Linked DNA regions of Sus scrofa: region 2 is linked to region 1. The links are chromatin contacts, called in public HiChIP or PLAC-seq maps. All regions are on one chromosome and are shown on one strand. The core of a region is the stretch at or near the end of the contact, and the rest is flanking DNA. Distances in the headings are between cores, read along the strand shown. Region 1 overlaps MAF (transcription factor Maf). Region 2 overlaps WWOX (WW domain-containing oxidoreductase).

The links. HiChIP or PLAC-seq counts read pairs in DNA pulled down with a chosen protein or histone mark.
Region 2: an H3K27ac HiChIP or PLAC-seq map of skeletal muscle shows a contact between it and region 1, with 2.9 times the contacts expected there. The contact joins two enhancer-like sites. A contact is called at or near these places in 1 of 47 Hi-C or Micro-C datasets (skeletal muscle) and 1 of 2 datasets of contacts at active chromatin or transcription factors (skeletal muscle).

Annotation. Positions count from the first base shown.
Region 1 is chr6:8,766,364-8,773,420 of Sscrofa11.1, reverse strand. All of the region lies in intron 2 of MAF (transcription factor Maf), which reads right to left. Among named protein-coding and RNA genes, the nearest start is that of MAF, 300 kb to the right of the region's middle. Within about 2 kb of position 5,185, at least 3 of the 83 cell types and tissues checked have an H3K27ac peak or open chromatin away from gene starts, as enhancers often do. A contact at or near this core is called in skeletal muscle, where this site is marked.
Region 2 is chr6:9,015,456-9,022,390 of Sscrofa11.1, reverse strand. All of the region lies in intron 8 of WWOX (WW domain-containing oxidoreductase), which reads left to right. Among named protein-coding and RNA genes, the nearest start is that of MAF, 550 kb to the right of the region's middle. Within about 2 kb of position 3,485, at least 11 of the 83 cell types and tissues checked have an H3K27ac peak or open chromatin away from gene starts, as enhancers often do. A contact at or near this core is called in skeletal muscle, where this site is marked.

The DNA.
Region 1 (7,057 bases), core at 3,936-6,435:
TGCTGCACCCAGCCCACCCCCTTGACTGGTTTCCTTGAAGCCAATGCAAGTGGCCTCTCTGGGTGGCAGTCTTTCACGGCCTCTTCTGCTGTGGAACTTCCACAGCCTCATCTTAAGGACATGAGCACTCCCCTGCCTCCCTCACCTGCCTCCCACTCTCTCAACCACGTGCCTTGCATGTCTGCAGCCTGGGCCACCTTCCCCATGGATTCATACCTCCGAGTCTCCGAGCCCACTTTTCTGCCTCTTTCTGGTTCCTCTGGTCCCCCCGTCTTACTCCTGCACCGGGTACTCGCCAATCATTCACTGAGGGCCGCCCACATGCCTGCTTCTGAACTGGGTGTGGGTGGGTGGCAGAGGGCAGGGAAGAGTGGATACAGGGCAGCAGTGGCTTCACACGCACAGCTCTTCATGGCTTAGCTGAAAACATCACTTCTTCTGGAACTCTCCCAGGATGTGGCCTCTCTCTCTGCCCCGCTCAGAGCAGTCACTTCCTCTTAAGGATTCTTGTTACCTCCACTGGTACAAGCCAGCTCATGTTTTTTATCCCTGGCCCTGGTGCTTCTTCACTGTCCCCTACATGCTAGAGGGCACCTCCCCCAGCCAACTGCAGAGGGCAACCCCTGGAAGCCACTCCTGACCCCTCCCTCTGCTCTATTACCTCCACTGACCATCAGTCCTCAGCTTGTTACCTCCCAAATCCCCCTCATATTTACCCTTCTCTCCCTCTGTCATCAGCATCTGAGTAGAAGCCACCACCATCTCTTGGCTGGACTGTTACAGGAGACTCGTCCTCCCTCACCCTGTTTCTCATCGTTCAACCTGCTCACAGCAGCCAGGGGAATTTTTTGAAATTATTAACGTGACAGATTGGTCTACTGGTCCTTAACTACCTTCTCCCCGTTTCCACCAATCAAACATTTCCGGTTATCCGTGGCTCTGATGTTATATGTTCAGATCTTTGTCCACCTTGGCAGCCCTGACCCCCACCACGTGCCCTCCCATGCTCTGCCACCTTGCTTGAGTTCCTCCTCAACCCACGGTCCTTTGCACATGCTGTTCCCTCTGCCTGGAGCACTCCCTCCCCCCTGCTGATAACTTGTGCTTTCCATCAGCTCTCAGTTTATGTATTACCTTTGTGGGGAAGCTTTCCTGAACCTCAGGACTTAATCATTCCACCCTCATAAAAGTCCTGACTGCAGTTGGGTCCAAGGCCACATCATAGTGTCCTTGGGCCCTGGGCACTCTGATATTTGTAAAATATATTTAAATGTAGATTTAAATTGGTATAAGGGGAGGGAGTGGGATGGATGTGGAGTCTGGAGTTAGTAGATGCAAACTATTACAGGGCGAATGATGAGCAATGAGGTCCTACCGTACAGCACAGGGGACTATATCCAGTCTCTTGGGATGGACCACAATGGAAGGTAACATAAGAAGGGGAAAGTTTGTATCTATATGACTGGGTCACTTTGCTGTATGGCAGAAACTGTCACACTGTAAATCAACTATAGTTTAATAAAAGTTAAATTAAAATTGGTATAAAGGTGCATTGATCCAGACGGGGTTCACTCTGATGGATTCCTTATGCTTACACTCATCTGCTCCTCTTGCTTTTCAAAGAAATGGAACTCGAAACATCTTCATGGGCCCCTAAAATTCTCATGGGCACTGTGCCTCCAGTTTCTGACACATAGGTTGGCCCCGCTGAGCTACCCTGCACTGACCTTGGCATTTGTGAGAGTTTACGGTGAGGGGGTGATTTTCTAATTGACCTCGGTGTCCGTCTCTGAGCTCCATGAGGATGGGGCCCTGTCTGCCACTTGCACCACTGGATCCCTGGTAGCCAGCCGGGACCAGATGCTGCCCAGGTGAGCGTGCAGGAGATGGCTGTGGAGTGGGCACATGGTGCACTGGCCCCCGTCCCAGACACTGAGCACACAGGAGACATTTCCCTGTCCTCCCCTCCTGGAGTGCGACGAGCCCCACGGACAGAGGGGATGGATGCTTCCCCTCACAAGGAGCCCTGCTGGTCTCAGGGGCCTCGGCACCCCTACTCCTCAATGGCCAACCGCCTCCACGCTGGGGCTGCCCAGCAGGACACGCAGTCTCAGTACAGAATAACCAGCATAGCACCTGGACGACACACGAAGGAATGCAAGTGGCCAATTTGCGGGCGATGTTGCTTCATCACCAGCGACACCTCTCGGGTATGTGGAAGGGACTCAGGGTGCCCATTCTGGGGCACAGCTTGCTCTACAGCCTCCGGCCACATGGGGGAGGGGCAGCAGGACAGTAGGGCCCCCCAGGAGCCCTGTCCGCTATAGCTAAACTCTTGGTTTGGAGGCAGAGCCCGCCCCCCTGCTTGGACCCCAGGTGCCGGGGCTGTCAGAGTGCCCCTCCCCTCTACAGGGTGCAGGGTGACAATCATCAGGATCAGCCCCTGTTCCCGCAGGCTGGGGTGCCAGGCTCAGCGGTCGGAACTTCAAGTGAGCAGAACATGACTGGCAGCTCGACCCTTGACCCCTCCCTGCTCACTGATCCCCAGCTGTGATTATTTTTAATTTTGATGACGTTCATTTGGGAGAAGGCAGTCCAACACAGTCACAGGATCCCATCCCGCTCCACAGATCCTGGTGGGGCCTGGAAACTCACTAGGTGGGCTAGACAGAGGGGGACTCACACAAACCCCACCTCAACTGCCGCTCCTCAACCCTGGACCGATCACTTGGCCTTTCTGTGAAATTGAAAGGAGATCATGTAGGTGGGTGTTTATACATGCCTGGCACCCAGAGGCACCAAATGCCACTGCTGTTAGCTTTTAAGTGAAGTTCTGGCTTCGCCGTAACACACGAGGGCCTCTCCAGTTACAAAGCCCAAGGCACCTCCCGATTCTTAGCACTGGGACCCAATTCTGGGGAGTCCAAGGTCTATGCAGCCCAAGAAGCAGTCGCCAGCCTGGCCGTTGCCAGGATGATGCAGAAGCTGCTCTGATGCCAAGAGGATCTTCCCAGCAGGAGTGGTCACTGCCATGAGCACTGGGACAGGCCACCCACAGCTTCCCGGGAAGGCCAGAAATTCCAGCACTGGAAGGGACAAAATGCACTTTCTCAGGGCAGCTTGAACAAAGCAGAATGAAGGCAGGAACACAGCTAGTGTTTTTGGTCCACATGTGTCCCTGGAAGTTGGCAGGGACAGGGAGCCAGGCACATTCCTAGCCCGGCACAAGTCTGGCACTTTAACAAGCCCCCAGCTTTCCAGTCTCTCCCTGTAGACAGCATCCTGCACACACATCACCCCCAGTCCCCACCACCCCTCTGGAAACTGAGAATCAGGAGACTGTGTGATGCCATCCCTCTCCTTCCTAAACCAGGTCATCTGGTGGACCTATGCCCTGAAGGGCACACTGATAAGTCTGAGGGAGGGCTCAGGAAGTGATGCTGGTATTGACTCCAGGAGCTTAGAGACAGAGGACTTTGTTGACGGTGATGTAACAGGAAGTTCTGGGGCGCAGCAAGAAGCCTCTTTATTGGGATGCCCATGTTTGGGGGCCACCCTTGCTGGCGAGTCTTGTAGAAGAGAGGAAAGTCAGGTGCACTGTCCTCCAAGTTCATCAGATCATCCACGCCACCACTTGGAGCTGATGCTTAGGCTTAGCCTTGTGGCTTAGGATGCACCCAGCCAAGGAGTAGAACTCAGATAGCAAGTCAACCATCCCCCAGATCAGCTCCAAACTGCTCCCGGGCTGAGCGCTCCAGAGCAAGGCCACCCTTATACCCCAGGCACCCAGCCCCCATGTTGCATCTTAAAGTGAGACCTTGACATTCAAGAAGGAGTCTGGAAACTGGTGGCCAGGAGGACAGTGGAGCAAACACCTGTTTCACGCATGGAACAGCTGGAAAGTAGAAGGACCTTAGCCTGCAAAGAAAGACCCTGGGGTTCGGGTTGCTGCTGAGGGAGACGGACATAGGCAGTTCTATTCTGAGTGAGACCAGAAGGGAACAGCTGGAAGGGAGTGGGGGTGACTCTCAGATTCACATAAGTAACTTCTGACTCCTGGGATGGCTGCCTCAGGACAGGAAAATCCTTAGAGGTGTCTGGTCCTGTTTCTGCCTCCAGCATCATGCCCACCCCCCATGTGATCAGCTCCAGTGAGAAGACTCTTCCATGTATTTAGATTATTCATCCCGTCCTTTGATATGTCCTTGCCTCTTTTGTGCCTCAATGGCCCTGTGTCAGCTTTTCAGAGGAAGCCCACTTGACCTTGTCTTCCTTCTGCTGGCTCCCAAACATCCTGGTAATGCTTGGTTGGGCATGCTGGGATCAGGTTGGGCATGTCAGAGGTTGCAAGCATGGGTTTTGAAAGATGACAAATACAAGATCAGATCCTGGCTTCAGCACTCTTAAGCTGCGTGGCCTGATGCAAATGGCTTCTCTGAGTCTGCGTGCTCATCCATAAAGTGGAGGTGGGGAGTGGATGGCACTGCCTGCTGGGATTTTGCGAGGCATGAGATGAGATCATGTGTGGGTACCCACGGGCTCTGGGGAAAGGATCTACTTTCTTTCGTGTTTCTGAAACAGCAATGAATCAGTCTGACTAGAGTCTTTTTCTTTGTAGCCAGGAGTTTGGGCATCAAGCTGGCCCAACATTGGAAGATCCAAGTAGGCTAAGTTTTGGCTCTCTGCACATTCTCCAAGTGCTGCAGGCGTTTCTATCAAATAGCAGCAAAGGGGCAAGACCCACCTCAAGGAGGCGTGGACCAAGGAGGGCTTGAACTGCCCTGGAGAGGGGATCATAGCCAGCCCAGCGAGGATGGGTCTGGAACGTACACCTGCCCTTTAACCCGTGGTGTGCTGGAGTGGCCCAGGCCACAAATCTCTGCCAAACCACATTTGGTGACCTCACGTTGCTAGCTTGAAATGTGCTGTGGTGAGAGCATTTACACCACGGAAATGGGCAACAGCTCCCGATTTGGGCTTCTCCAGCCTCAGAGACCTGGTAAGTAAATATTCTCCAGCACCGCCCTGCCTTCAACAATAGGAAAAGAAAGGCCCAAATCACATGAGGCACTTCCCACATCTTCATGTGCCCTGGGAAAGAGTCAGTGGTGCTGATGAATGTGAAACCCCAGAAAAGCTCCTGTCTCCTGCTGATATGAAGAAAGAACTTGTCTGGCAGAGGATGCAATAAGGATCTTTGACTCTGTCATCTGCCCATGTGAGAAGCAGGCGGTGCCGGCCCGGGGAGTCACTTAACCTTAAAGTGCCAGCATCCTGGGGCAGGGGGGTACTTGGAAGCCCTCATCAGGGTGCCCTCAGGAAGGAGGCAGGACATGCCCATGACTGGGAATGGGCAGCACCTCTGAAAAATGCCCAGAGCCAGGGCTGAAGCTTCACCATCATTTACCATTTCCTTATAGGGAGTGGAGGAGCCGGGGAAGGGTGTTGAAGTTTGATTAGTAATAAGAACATAGCAGCTTAACCTCTAACATTTAGCACTCACCCCGATCGAATTACTTATCTCTATCTGGGTGAGCCTTGCTAGCCGCCTGCCTGGGAACACTACACCTCTCTAAAAGCTGTCCGTCTCTGTCACAGACTTTGCACAATGGGGCCCACAGCTATTTTTAAAGGACTGTGTCACCTTTCAAGAGAAATTGTGTCTGCTCAGAAGATTGACTTTTTTTTTTTTTGGTTGCTTTCTGTACAAATTTGGTAGTCTTTCATCTCCCACGGTAAAGCTGGGGCACCTCATACCCCATAAGCAGGCACCATTTAGCTTCCTTATTTTAGGGAGACTATAAAGCTATTGAGAAAAAAAAAATCATGGCCCAATGTCGACATTGTCTGTGGAAAGCAAAGACATAAAATGCAAGGGACACTGGCCCTGGAACTAGGGGGTGGCAAGCAGGTGACTGGAATAATCACACTGTTTTCTCTATTCCTGCCTCAAAGTCTGCAAGATAGAGGTTGTCAACGCCCTGTGCAGATGATTCCACCAAGGATGGCAGACCCTGGAATTGAACTCTCTGCCTGAGTTAGAGGCCCCTTTCTAGCTGCGACTTTGTGCCTCGGTTTCCTCATCTTCACAATGTAGCTGTGGGGAGTGCTTACCTCGTCACAGAGTCAGTGAGAGAATTCAGGGAGTGAATCCAACTGAAGTATCCAGCTGAGCGCCTTGAGCAGAGGAAGTGGCCCACACCTATGGGCTTGTTTTGGAGGACAGGCGCTAGTGACCACTCTTCAGGCTTCTCACTAAATCTCTCCTTCTAATGAATTCTCATAGAAACCTTGCAACACGAGCGTCTCCACGTTCCAGAGGGAGATAACACCTCCGTGGATTTTTGTCGCTGTTGCTGTTAGGAGGGTTAAATTAAGTTTCTTCAAGGGTTTGGCTCAGCACCCAGTGCGTGGAAAGTTCTCAGCCAATGATAGCTATTTGTCAGTCATCCTTAGAAATAGTCTTATCATGAGGAAACTGAGGTTGAGAAAGTTTTGGAGGCACTATGGGCACAGGAAGCAGGTTGGCAGGGTGAAAACAGATAGAATGTTCTGGAAGACTCATCTAAGGCAGATGAGGTGGTGGAGTGAGATGCAGTGAGTTAAGGCTATAAAAAACACTGGTAAGGTTCTGGATGGCTTGCTCTTAATCTCTCCCCTTTAAAGAAAGTGAAACCCCAATCTGCAGTGTGGTGTATGCTGTGGACCACATGGTCTCCACCACAGCTCTGCTCAGAGTGAGGGCTGTGCTCTAAGATGAGTCAAAGAGCACATTGCATGTGAATGCTTGACGTTAGAGCTCAGTGCCTGTCCTGTGCTGGGGTATCGGCTTTTAGATTCCCTGCTTGGACTATCTTTGGGAGAAACTATCCAACTACTAATACTGTGAGCCCTGCAGAGGGACTTGGCATTCCCTGCAAACCCATCTTCCAGTCTCTTCACGATACTGCCCTCGCATCTTCCGTTATTGCCCAATTTGGGTTCCTGAAAGGGAGGGAACGTGCAGGGGAGAAGAGGGGCCAAGTGGAGTTTATGTGAATATCTATTTACTTAAAAG
Region 2 (6,935 bases), core at 2,236-4,735, 250 kb before region 1:
CCGTACCCCATCACCGTCAAACGTACCGGCCAGTTTATCCACTCGTTGCATCTTCTCTCTCCTTCCAGCCGACGCAGACTCTGGGTAGACACTCAGATGTTCCATCTGTTTTGTTCACCGCGAGTTCCCATCGCCAGGGACCTAGTAGAAGCTGAACTAACCTTTGACTCTTTACCATAGAACATCACCTTCACAGAATTAGGAGCAGGAGCCTGAAGCGGGGATCTGGGTTCCAAAGATTTCATTGGCTCCTCTCTGTAGTCTGGCGACGAGAAAGGGTTACACTGGGGTGCGGACATCTGTGGGGGTTCTTTGGAGGTGCAGCCATGCTGGGGGAGGGGTCCAGGGAGACGCCTGGGGCGGGGCTCCTGAACCTGAGAGAGTTTGCACTTTCCGGGGCAGAGGCACAGAAGGACGTCCTTGTTGAAAGGACCAGGTTGGATTATTGTTTGCCCCTCAGTGGGCGTTAGCCTCTCTGGTTGTGGCAAAAAGCTGTGGGGATTCTCCTTTTGACCAGGCTGGGTGGCAGCCGGAGGCTGCCCTGGTCAGTGGATTCACAGAGAAGTCAGATTTCTCTTGTATGAAGAGTCCGCTTTTCTCCATAATTGCATAATGATGTCTTTGATTCCCAGGCCCTCATCCCCAGCTGTTTTCTTAGGCATTTATTCAAGATCTGAGATGCCATTCACAATCTGGCTGGATGCATATTTGTATCCGGCTCCAAAACCATTTTTTTTTTTTTTTTTTTTTTTTTTTGGCCCACGTCGCTACAGCCCATGGCAGAAGATTCCAGCAATTAGCAGGAACTGAAAGTGATAATTTATTGCAACCCACACTGTGATCTAATAGTCACACGTTGCAACAGCGAAATCCATATTTTTTTTTTTTTTTTTTCCACTGTGGCACCGTGGCGCTCTCGTCCGCTCTGCATGCTTTCTAATGTCTTTTGTTCGCATTAGGGAAAAACATAATCCTCTTCTACTGGGAACCAGAGAGAGCCCCTCGGGTTCCAAGAAGGATGACATTCAGTAATGTACCCCGAAGCAGGCTCGGGTTGTGTGCTGGGGGCGAGGACGCGGTAGCGTGCTCTCTTCCCAAGAGAGCTTGGGAAGGTACAGGGCACTTTCTTCTCTCTATTTAGGAAAGGCGATATCTCCCTTTCACAATGCCCTGGCATGAGCTGTTGGTACCAGGTACAAGCAAGTAGGGGAGCTTGGACTGAAAATCGAGGAGATTCATGTCCTCTGCCCGGCGATCACAGTTCAAGTCTATTGATTTTGACCATTGGATCTTGCCTCGGATCTGAACCTCGAGTGAATTTCCAAACCACCAGGCAACATAAATTACAGGCAAAATGATAAGTCAGGTCCTGCCAGGTGACTAAGTCAGCGTGGCAGTGCTTCAAGTCTTTAAAACCGTATCCCAGTGGCCCCAAAGCATTAATACATTTGGAACATTGCCTTTCCAGGGTCTGGAGGGAGGGCTGCTGAATTGGATTCCTAGGTACATCAAGTTTTAGAGCTGGAAGAAACTTGAGACATACGCCAGTCCAGCAAATTCCAAACTTGTCTATTCATCAGCATCACCTGGGAGCTTAAAAAAAAAAAGATTCCTGAGCCTCTCCCTCCAGAGGGACGCATTCATTTGATACAGGGTGGGACCCAGGAAGCTCCAAGCAGAGGCAGAATCACATTTGGCAATCCTGTGACTTCAGAGTGGGGACTACTGAGTCCCGGGGTGAGAGATGGAGGGTCGGGGTTGAACACAACGCCCAGACGCCCAGTGGGTGGTGTTTTCCCCTGGACCGGGTTCTGCTTCTTAACCAGGAGGAACCAGATTCTCTAACCCTTTTGGGATTATCACGGGCAAAGAATGCCTGTAAGAATAGCCTGGAAAGAGAGCCGTCCAGATCCGCCCGCCTTCCTCATCCCTTTCCTGGTGTCCCTGGTTGCATTTCAGTAAATTTCCCCCAGGGCAGTTGCCACACTGTCCCTGTGTTTTGACCCAACTACCTTTGGGATCATCTCAGGGTTTTTCTTGGCTGCAGAGTAAAAGGCATTTTTTCAGTGTGATTTTTTTTTTTTCCTCTTGAATATGCACATTTTAAGCAGGAATGGCAAGCAATAAATATTTACCAGGAAGGTCACGTAAATAAATGAGTTGAGGTGGGTAATAACAGCCCAGCTAGACCTTGTTGGAAAACTGAATGGAGGGATATAGTGTACATATCAGCCAAGAAATACCAACCATCCCCCCTTTCTCTGAAATGCATGGCCCTCTCCGCGTTTCTTTTTAAGTTTCCCCCCCTTTTGATGGAGTCAAGGGTAGGACACATTTTGTACTTTTCTCTTTAGAGTAAGAAAAAAATACATATAGACCCTTGGCAATTAACCTCAGTTCTTGGAGAGGCAATAGGGAGGGTGGAGACTGGTGAATGGCAGCGCACAGGCTCCCGAAACAGGGGAAGGCTTCTTCCATGCCAGCTGATGGTTGATAGATCTTGGGTGGTTAGATCCTCTGACTTTCTTCCTGGGAGAAAAGAGATGCAGATTTATTTGGGGGGTATATGCGTGTATGAAATTCGTAGGAGAGTTGTCAACTAAGTCAGTTTATTTTTTATTTTTACCCCATCGCACCAAATACATGCATGTGCGCCAAAAGCAACAGGAACCCTTTGCAACCCACAGACCACCCATCTGAGGCTTGTGATGGAAAGGTCTTTTGCTGACCTCTGAGCGACAAGGAACGCCGTCTTTGGGGGGCTATATTCCTCAGGGTCCAGTCAGAAAAACGGAACTGGTGGGAGATGCGTGATGAAGACGTGTATTGCCAGGAGCTGTCTTAGGCGATTCAGGGAGTTGCCTGGGAAGGGCCCTGGAGCGGGAGCTGTAAGCCTCATCCCGGGCTGAGCCACAGGCTGCTGACCCGGTGCTGACCACAGGCAGATTCCCATCTCCGGGAAGGCTCAGCTCTTAGGATCTGTCAGCTGATGGAATCAGGCTCCCCCAGATTCCTGAAGATAATCTTCCCAAGCAAAAGTCAAGGACCTCTGGGCTTTAATCCCGTCCGCAAAATACCTCCCCAGCAGCACCTCGGCTCGTGTTCATAAAACCGGCTGCTGTAGCCTCTAGCCAAGAGGGTGCATAAACTCACCATCCCAGGGTTGGTGTGAAAATAAACAAACAAATGAGCGAAGGAGAAAGACGAGCAAGACCCCTACGTCATCCTTTGACAAACGTCAGTGTTTCTAGTTTGGGGTTTTTTTTTTTTCTCTTAAAAAAAGGAGATCATTTGAAAGGGCCCGAGAAATGAGGGCAGGCATTCGCCATCCGATTTCGAAGAGAAGCCCTGGGTTGGTGCCAACACAAGATGGGTTTGTATCTTTAAGTGGCCTTTATCACCATGGTAATAAACAGCAAACGGGCCCAAATCTTCCAGGCTCGTGTTGGCTTTGACCAATGAAGTAGAACAAGGCCTCTGAATACCCCATTAGTTCCAGGCTTCGCTTTGATGGCTCTGCACAGGCAGCTCTTTTTCTACACAAGTCACCAGCCTCACCCGTGTCTCCGAACAAATGTTGTTGACAGGCCGCGTTGCAATTTTTCTGCATGTTCTGACAGTTTAATTCAGTACCTCTTGGCGAAGCACTCCGCCTAAGGGGGTGCTTCGGCACCTTGGCGTCTCCAGGCTGCAATTAAAATAATTCAGCACTGGGGCTGGCCTTGCAGAAATAGTCCTTCTTGCCTTTGGAACACACAGGGCATTTTCCAATCCCCCCATGGAGCAGGTTCAAGATCTCCCTTGTAGAGCGGAGGGCAGTGGAATTTATTAACAAGACTCGGACTCTATTTGCATGTTACACCCTCTGTGGTGGCTGAACATAATGTCTTTTGTAGACATGGTACCGACAGAAAGGTCACGGTGTGTGTGTGTGTGTGTGGGAGGGGCCGGGTAGCAAGGGGACATGCACGGGAGTTTGGCAGAGCCCGTTTTTAGAAGCCAGCCTTCCACCATAGCCAAGTCGGCAGTGTCCTTTATCCTGAATCCTTCGCAGGAAAGACGCAGGGTTAGACACCCCCCGAAATGGTCTTTTTCCAAGCCAGAGCCTCAGGGATGTTGTATAAACAGGTTAAGGCCCCCGTGGTGGTGGTGGGGAGCGGGGGGGACTTGATTCTGTTTGCCAGGTGACTCTGGTGTTAACACTAAAATAAGAGCATTTCCAGGTTTTACAGAGATTTGGTTTGTCAGGTTAGGTACTTTCAACAGATGGAAAATCCGTAAATTCCCTCAAATTACTTTATGACCAGGATCACTGGGGGAGGTTCTTTTAAAAACTGCCAACTCTCAGGTCCCCACCCAAGGGGATGTGGTCAAGGATGTCTAGGATGGAACTTGTGTTTTAACACGTGTCCCTGGTGAGCCTTTCACTCAGGCAGTTGTGGGGAGGACTGCTCTGAAATAAATGTCCATAGAATTCTCTGTGCTTTCCAGAAAAAGCAAACGGTAGGAACTTTCCAAAGGAAATTACCTGACATCGTTTCTCCTTCTCTCTCTTTCCCCAAAATTACTTGCCCTTAAAAAAAAAAGACAAAAAAAAAAACACCCAAAAAACAGTGCTGGGAGTTCCTGTTATGGCGCAGCAGAAACTAACCCAGCTATAGTATCTGTGAGGATGTGGGTTCGATCCCTGGCCTTACTCAGTGGGTTAAGGATCTGGCGTTGCTGTGAGCTGTGGTGTAGGTCGAAGGGGCAGCTCTGATCCCATGTTGCTGTGGCTGTGGTATAGGCCGGCGGCTGCAGCTCCAGTTCAACTCCTAGCCTGGGAACCTTCATATGCTGTGGGTGCAGCCCTTAAAAAAAAAAAAAAAAAAGTGCCAGTATGTAGTTACCACTTCTGCATCTACCTTCTGGATACTTCCTTCCAGAGGTACGAAATAGGTCAGAGAAATACTTTTTAGGGCTTTGGTTTTTAAGAAATAGAGCATCTTAGAGGCAGTGGAAAGCCTTCACGGAGGGAACACTTAGGAAGTTGGGAGGGTCAAGCTGGCAGTTCTGGAAGAATCACCTGGAGTTGACACCTGACTCAGGGCTGCCCTGTACCCCCCAACCCCCACCCCACCCACTTGCCATGGATAAGGACAAAAAAGGAACGAGCAAAAGTCCTTGAGTGCTTACTTTGTTCTTTGGCGGGGGGCAACTAGTGCCAATGTTAAAACTTAGTCCCAACATCTCCTCTCCATCGCTTCTGAAAAATAATCTGCTAATAAAAATAAAACAGGGCAGGCTCTATGCTTAGCTCACTGTACTAGCTTGTGACTTCGGCAGTGACTCTAGGGCTCAGCTACCTTACGTGTTCAATCCTCCGCGCCCAAGCTCTCCTTCCACTCTGAGACTTCTGGGAATCTCAGCACCTGCTGTGCGGATCTCCCCAGGCTTCTCTTTTTCTGTAGAGCGTTCACGCCTTTTGGATGTAATTCTGAAACCCCAGAGACCTTCTGTGCAAGGGATACTCTTTTCTGATCTTTGGAGAGCGAGCAGCGAGTCAGGGGCAAATGCCCCGCTGTGATTGGGCGCCAGCCTGCATTCCGGGCTGAGGACTCCTCCCCCTCTCCCCTCCCCTTCCCTTCCTCCCCTTCCTTCCTCCCACCCCCCTTCCTCCTCCTGGTTGAGGCAACCCCCAAGCCCTTGACAGAGAACAAAAAGGAGGACAGGCCTGGCCTCAGTTTCGTTCCTTTTAGTGTGGCACGTTCTCAGCATCCCCTCTTAAGAGCTGGCTGACACCGGGCGAACTTCCCCGAAGTGGTTAAATCTCAGGACCTCCGTGTTGGTCTCTGCTGAATTTCTCCAAGGCTTTCCATCCCTCCCTACCTTTCCCTCACATTAGCCAAGGCCTTGACCTATTGACTGCAGATTCTCCAAAGCGGCTGGGCTCCCCGTTTGAAAGGTTTGCTCAAGAGGCGTCTATTAATTTATGTATTTCATTTCTGTGCCGCGTGACTCTTCACCTCCCAGCACAGGTAGTGAAGTACCTGTAGGACATCCAGCTGCTGAAATCCTCCGCTAGGAAGCGCGCTTAGCGTATCACCAAGTCGCCAGTGTTGGCCGGAAGTGTTCAGAGAGCTCGGTGGGAGACCACGGGGAGCCGCCCCTCTCTCCACCTTGGACGTGGGGCGCTCTTCCCATTTTCCTGAGGCCCCCATCTGGGCAGCCTGAACTGGAGCGGACGCGTTTCATTACGGTACAGAGGGTCCCAGTGGAACTCTCTGCGCGCTGGTTTGCTCTATGTCGTTCACCTTGGCCAATGAAGTTAACTTTTAAGATCTTAAATCCTGTGACATTTAAAATCATCTGGGAAGTCTGGCCACATGTTAGCTAGCTATGCCTAAGCTGACTATTATTGTTATTGATCCTGGGCGTGTTGTTCAAAGAGTTAATCCATCATAGGCGCTGGTTTCTGTGTGATCAACGGGTAAGGTTGATGGGTAAGGACCACGTGGGTGGTCCCTGTTCAAGCGTCAGCATTTTCACAACATCAGACTCATCTCGGCACATCTGCCTGCAGACATGCTTGTGGGACATGCCAGGTGGCCTGTCCTGTAGGCACAGGGCTCCTTAATTGAAAATGACATGCAAATTCCAAGGCAGGAATCCGAGAATGGGGTGATTTCGGCTTGCTAGTCAATAACCCTGCTCCAGAAAAGCAAGGGGCAGCCTTGTGGTGGCACCTGTTTTTGTTTTTGTTTTTTTTTCTGGAAAAGTTTATTAAAGACCTTGCCCAAAGACGATGGCAATTTTGCTGTTTCACTCCTGGGAGGCTCCAAAGCTGAAGGGAGAGGAAGCCCTGAGCCTGCAAGTGGGGGCTCTTCTAGGGCATTGTGTTTCAAACCTTGAAATACCATGAAATTTTTTTTAAAAAAAAATGGAGTCGCATAGTG